Linked DNA regions of Bos taurus: region 1 is linked to region 2. The links are chromatin contacts, called in public Hi-C maps. All regions are on one chromosome and are shown on one strand. The core of a region is the stretch at or near the end of the contact, and the rest is flanking DNA. Distances in the headings are between cores, read along the strand shown.

Region 1 (2,773 bases), core at 185-2,684, 70 kb after region 2:
AGGCCTTTTGGAATGGTCCTACATTACTCAGCTGAAACAAATATTAAAGTCAGTAATGGCAGAAGTGTGATGCACCAAAAAACACAGCAAGTTCCAGAGATAGAAGGGTCAGTGGATGAACCCCTCAGTGCAAATGGATCACAAAGCTGGACTCTGTTAAAGTCCAGAGAGAATGAAGCTCTAATGGAATCACAAGCAGTTTCAGCATGGGCCAAGACATACACACTCCACTCCCCCCACCATATTGTTTTCTCACCGTGCCTCACCAGGAGCCTTAAGCTCTCAGAGTCAGAAAAGCTGTATGGATGACCTCTCTCTTTGACAGAACTTATGCCCATTTCACAGAAATTCTCAGAAACTCCAGAAGATAGATGATGAAGGCAGAGCCTGAGCACTCTTCCAAACTGCTCTGCCAGTCCCTCAGCACGACTTCCTCAAAGCTTTTGAGGGCCTGTTAGAGTATCCAACGTCTATTCTCAAAATTTACCCAGGCACAAGCCAGCAAAGGTAAGGTGGTTTACTAGAGTCAGGTGAGAGTTTCCTTTCCTGGGCTCACTTTTCAGTAGCTGTGTGACTGTGGGGAAGTAATTTACACTTTACAGCTTAGATTTCCTTACCTGCAAAATGGAGATTAAAATTACCTATTCCAAGAGTTATTATAAGAATTACTTTAGAAAGCAAAGGTTCCTAGTATTGCGCCAGGCTCAGAGTGGCCACTCATTTGTTCATCGATTCACTCGTTCTGTACCTACCAAGCTTCCTTCATTTTCCCAGCTTCGTCTTCTCTTGGTCTCTGAAATCTCTTTTCCCCCTACAAGGTTGCCTCCCGGGTATCTTTCTTCTGTCCCATCTCCACTGCTTCAGGCTGTGCGGATCCTCTCCATTAGAAGCCACACAGACACCCACCTCTCCCCCCCACCCCGCCCAACATTCACCCTACCTGGCGACAGTACTCTCAGCACAGCAGCAGTAGTAGCAGCAGCAAAGGAACTGCCCTAGCACAGCTCCAGACCTGAGTCTACCTGAGCCACTTGTCCCCGCCCCCACTCTCAGCCCGGCTCCGGCATTGGTTTGTTGCGATCAGCCCTCGTTCTGATTGGCTGTTTAGGTTATGCTCGAGCAGGCGATGGGGCGTGAACCGCTTTACTGCCAATCAGCGGTTGCCGATCCGCAAACCTCACTCCCAGCACGCCGCCCTTGCAGTGAACCCTCCTGTTGAGCGCAGCGAAACACTCCAGGTTCGGAGTCAATCTTTTGGGGGCGGAGGGGGAAAGAGCAAGAAAAGTAAGTCAAGACTTCTATGGGGAGCGGAGCCCTGTGCCCGCTCGGCGCGGCGGTGACGACAATTGTACGCGCCTGAAGCTAAGCGTCCTCCGCGCCGGGGCGCAGGCGCCTGCGCAGTGAGTCCGAGCGGGCGGTTGCTGGTTGGTTGTTGTAGTAACGGGGGAAGCCGCCTTCGGCTGCGGCCTTGAGCCCGGCTGGGGAAGGAGGAGGGAGGTAGGCGCAGAGCGCTGTCCCTGCCTGCCCGCCCCGAGCGATGGGAAGATGAAACAGGTAAACGCCTGCGCCCGCGCTCTCCTCCCCGAAGAGAGGGGCGCCCCGAGTCCGGGCGGGCGCCGACCACTGCACTTCCCTCTCCCTGTCCGGGACAGCTGTTGGCTTCCGGGCGCGCTGGGCTGAATCGCAGCGGCTGCGGCTCCCCGCGTCCTTTCCGTGGGGAGCATCTGAGGACTTCCCTGGGAAGGGCTGAGCCATGGGTGTATCTGAGAGCCTTATCCCTTTAGGGAGAGGTCACTACTCGGGCAAGTGCCCTCAATCTTCCGATCGCCCTGTCTGTTACTGCCCAGCTCGCAGCCTAGGACAGGTTGGCATCCCTTCGTCGCTTGGAGGTTTAGTTTCTTTTGTATGAATTTAAGGGACTTCCCAACATTTTGGGAAATACTGAGAAATCCTGTTGGGGATACTCGGTAGAAAGCCTTGAGATTGTTCCATACTGCCCATTTCGCTGAACATGTGTAGGGAATCCTTGTCGGAGCTGGCTTTCCTCGCCCCCTGTTTAGATTATCCCATATATTAATGCGGAGAAGGCAATGGCACCCCACTCCAGTACTCTTGCCTGGAAAATCCCATGGACGGAGGAGCCTGGTGGGCTGCAGTCCATGGGGTCGCTAAGAGTCGGACACGACTGAGCGATTTCACTTTCACTTTTCACTTTCATGCATTGGAGAAGGCAACGGCAACCCACTCCAGTGTTCTTACCTTGAGAATCCCAGGGATGGGGGAGCCTGGTGGGCTGTCGTCTATGGGGTCGCACAGAGTCAGAGCGGACACGACTGAAGCAGCTTAGCAACATAGCAACAACATATATTAATGCATAGAAAAATAAGGTTTGGAAAGATTCAATGGTAATCTTTGAGTAATAGGATTATGGTCATTCAAACATTTTCTTATCTGTTATTTCTAGTCCATCCTCAAACATACTATGAAGTGTACCTTTTCTCTATTAAAGTATTATAATTAGAAATGGGCTAATTTTAATGTCTATTCGATATTCGGATAATAGTTTGTGGTTTTCAGTAAGGGAGAATAATTTTTGAGAGCGTTTGTAAGGACAGACCCCTCTCCCCTCCGCCCACCCCCGCTGCTATTTACAACCTTGATTCAGCAGAATATATTCATTTTTTGCTTGTATTTATTTCAGTGGAATCATGATCGTATTTTATATATACTCTAAAGAAATATTTGGAAGGATCTTAAAAGTTGTGTTTTTCAT
Region 2 (2,700 bases), core at 157-2,656:
GGGATTCTCCAGGCAGGAACACTGGAGTGGGTTGCCATTTCCTTCTCCAATGCATCAGAGTGAAAAGTCAAAGTGAACTCGTTCAGTTGTGTTCGAATCTTCGAGATCCCATGGACTGTAGCCCACCAGGCTCCTCCATCCATGGGATATTCCAGGCAAGAGTACTGGAGTGGGGTGCCATTGCCTTCTCCGAAAGTGATTTTGGAGCCCCCCAGAATAAAGTCTCTCACTGTTTCCATTGTTTCCCCATCTATTTGCCATGAAGTGATGGACCAGATGCCATGGTCTTATTCTGCTGAGTCAAGGTTATAAATAGCTGGGGAGAGGGGAACCTTCCCTCCAAAGGCTCTCAAAAATTATTCTCCCTTGTTGAAAATCACAAACTATGATCCAAATATCAAACTGACATTAAAATTAGCCTATTGCTAATTAAAATACTTTAATAAAGAAAAGGTACATTTCACTGTGTTTGAGGATGGACTAGAAATAATAGATAAGAAAATGTTTGAATGACCATAATCCTATTACTCAAAGATGAGCATTTGATCTTTCCAAATCTTATTTTTCTATGCATTAACATATGTGGTAACGTAAATAGGGGGCGAAGAAAGGCAATTCCGACAAGGATCCCTACACATGTTCAGCGAAATGGGCAGTATGGAACAATCTCAAGGTTTTCTTCCGAGTATCCCCAACAGGATTTCCCAGAATTTCCCCCAAATGTTGGGAAGTCCCTTAAATTAATAAAAAGCAAACTAAACCTCCAAGCGAGGAAGGGATGCCAACCTGTGCTAGGCCGCGAGCTGGGCAGGAAGAGACACGGCGATCGGAAGATTGAGGACACTCGCCCGAGGACTGTCCTCACCCTAAGAGGATCAGGCTCTCAGTCCCACCCATGGCTCACCCCCATCCCAGGGAGGTCCTCAGATGCTCCCCACGGAAAGGACGCGGGGAGCCGCAGCCGCTGCGATTCAGCCCAGCGCGCCCGCAAGCCAACAGCTGTTCCAAGACAAGGAGAGTTAGGTGCAGCGGCCGGCGCCCGCCGGGACTCGGGGCGCACCTCTCCCGGGGAGGAGGGCGCGGGTGCAGGCGTTTACCTGTTTCATCTTCCCATCGCTCGGGGCGAGCAGGCGGGGATAGCGCTCTCCACCTCCGTCCCTCCTCCTTCACCGGCAGGTCTTCACAGGAGTCTTGAATTCTTTTATCCGCTCTTTTCCCCTCCGTCCCAAATACATTGACTCTGAACACGGAGTTGTTCTGCTGCACTCAACAGGAGTGTTCACTGCAAGGGCTGAGTACTGGGGTTGAGGCTTGGACAGCTGCAACCGCTGATTAGCAGTAAAGGGGTCCAAGACCCATGGCTTCCAGCAGAACGAAAACAGCCAATCAGAACGAGGACAGATAGGCTCCCAATCTGGGAGCCAGGCTGAGAGTGGGGGCGGGAACAAGGGCTCAGGTAGACTCAGGTCTGCAGCTGTGCTGGGGCAGTTTTCTTTGCTGCTGCTGCCGCTGTGCTGAGAGTACTCTCAACAGGTAGGGTGTATGTAGAGGGGAGAAGCGGAGAAGGCAATGGCACCCCACTCCAGTACTCTTGCCTGGAAAATCCCATGGATGGAGGAGCCTGGTAGGCTGCAGTCCATGGGGTCGCTAAGAGTCGGACACGACTGAGCGACTTCACTTTCATGCATTGGAAAAGGAAATGGCAACCCACTCCAGTATTCTTGCTTGGAGAATCCCAGGGACGGTGGAGCCTGTTGGGCTGCCGTCTATGGGGTCGCACAGAGTCGGACACGACTGAAGCGACTTAGCAGCAGCAGCGAGGGGGGGAGGGGGTGGAGCGGGGAGTTGGGGGGAGAGGTGGGTATCTGTGTGGCTTCTAATGGAAAGGATCCGCACAGCCTGGAAAAATGGAGATGGGATAGAAGGAAGATACCCGGGAGGCAACCTTGTAGGGAGAAAAAGAGATTTCAGAGACGAAGAGAGGAGGGAGCTGGGAAAACGAAGAAAGCTTGGTAGGTACAGAACGAGTGAATCGATGAACGAATGAATGGCCCCTCTGAGCCTGGCACAATGCGAGGAAGTTTTACTTTCTAAAGTAATTCTTATAATAACCCTTGGAATAGGTAATTTTAATCTCCTTTTTGCAGGTAAGGAAACCTAAGCTGTAAAGTGTGAATTACTTGCCCATGGTCACACAGCTACTGAATAGTGAGACCAGGAAAGGAACCACTCACTAAACACCACACCTTTCCTGGCCTGGGTCAGGGCAAAATTGGGGAATACAGGTTGGATTCTCTCAGAGGCCCTCAAAAGCGTTGAGAAAGCTGTGCTGAGGGACTGGCAGGGCAGTTTGGAAGAGTGCTCAGGCTCTGCCTTCACCAGCTATCTTCTGGGGTTTCTGAGAGCTTCTGTGAAACGGGCATAAGTTCTGTCAAGGGCATAAGTTCTGTCAGACAGAGGCCATCCATGCAGCTTTTCTGACCTTGAGAGCTTAAGTGTCCTACTGAGGGAGGGAGAGAAAACAAGGAGGGGAGGCGAGGAGAGTGTGTGTGTCTTGGCCCATGCTGGCACTGCTTGTGATTCCATTAGAGCTTCATTCTCTCTGGACTTTGACAGAGTCCGCTCCTGTGACCCATTTGCACTGAGCCTTTCATCCACTGACCCTTCTTCCTCTGGAACTTTATTTGTTTTTTGGTGTGT

Evidence for each region. A called contact is a pair of places that touch in the nucleus more often than the background predicts.
Region 1: a contact with region 2 is called in a Hi-C map of 8-cell embryo, with 6 times the contacts expected there. The contact joins the promoter of TTLL5 here to the enhancer-like site in region 2. A contact is called at or near these places in 4 of 11 Hi-C or Micro-C datasets (8-cell embryo, blastocyst, liver and 1 more).

The regions. Positions count from the first base shown.
Region 1 is chr10:86,915,712-86,918,484 of ARS-UCD2.0, forward strand. TTLL5 (tubulin tyrosine ligase like 5) reads left to right here and starts at 1,435. Exons shown (of 34, transcript XM_059890944.1): 1 at 1,435-1,554. It overlaps ERG28 (ergosterol biosynthesis 28 homolog), which reads right to left and starts at 992. Exons shown (of 5, transcript NM_001035423.2): 1 at 941-992.
Region 2 is chr10:86,845,370-86,848,069 of ARS-UCD2.0, forward strand. No RefSeq gene overlaps it. Among named protein-coding and RNA genes, the nearest start is that of ERG28, 70 kb to the right of the region's middle. Within about 2 kb of position 1,407, at least 6 of the 102 cell types and tissues checked have an H3K27ac peak or open chromatin away from gene starts, as enhancers often do. A contact at or near this core is called in 8-cell embryo, where this site is marked.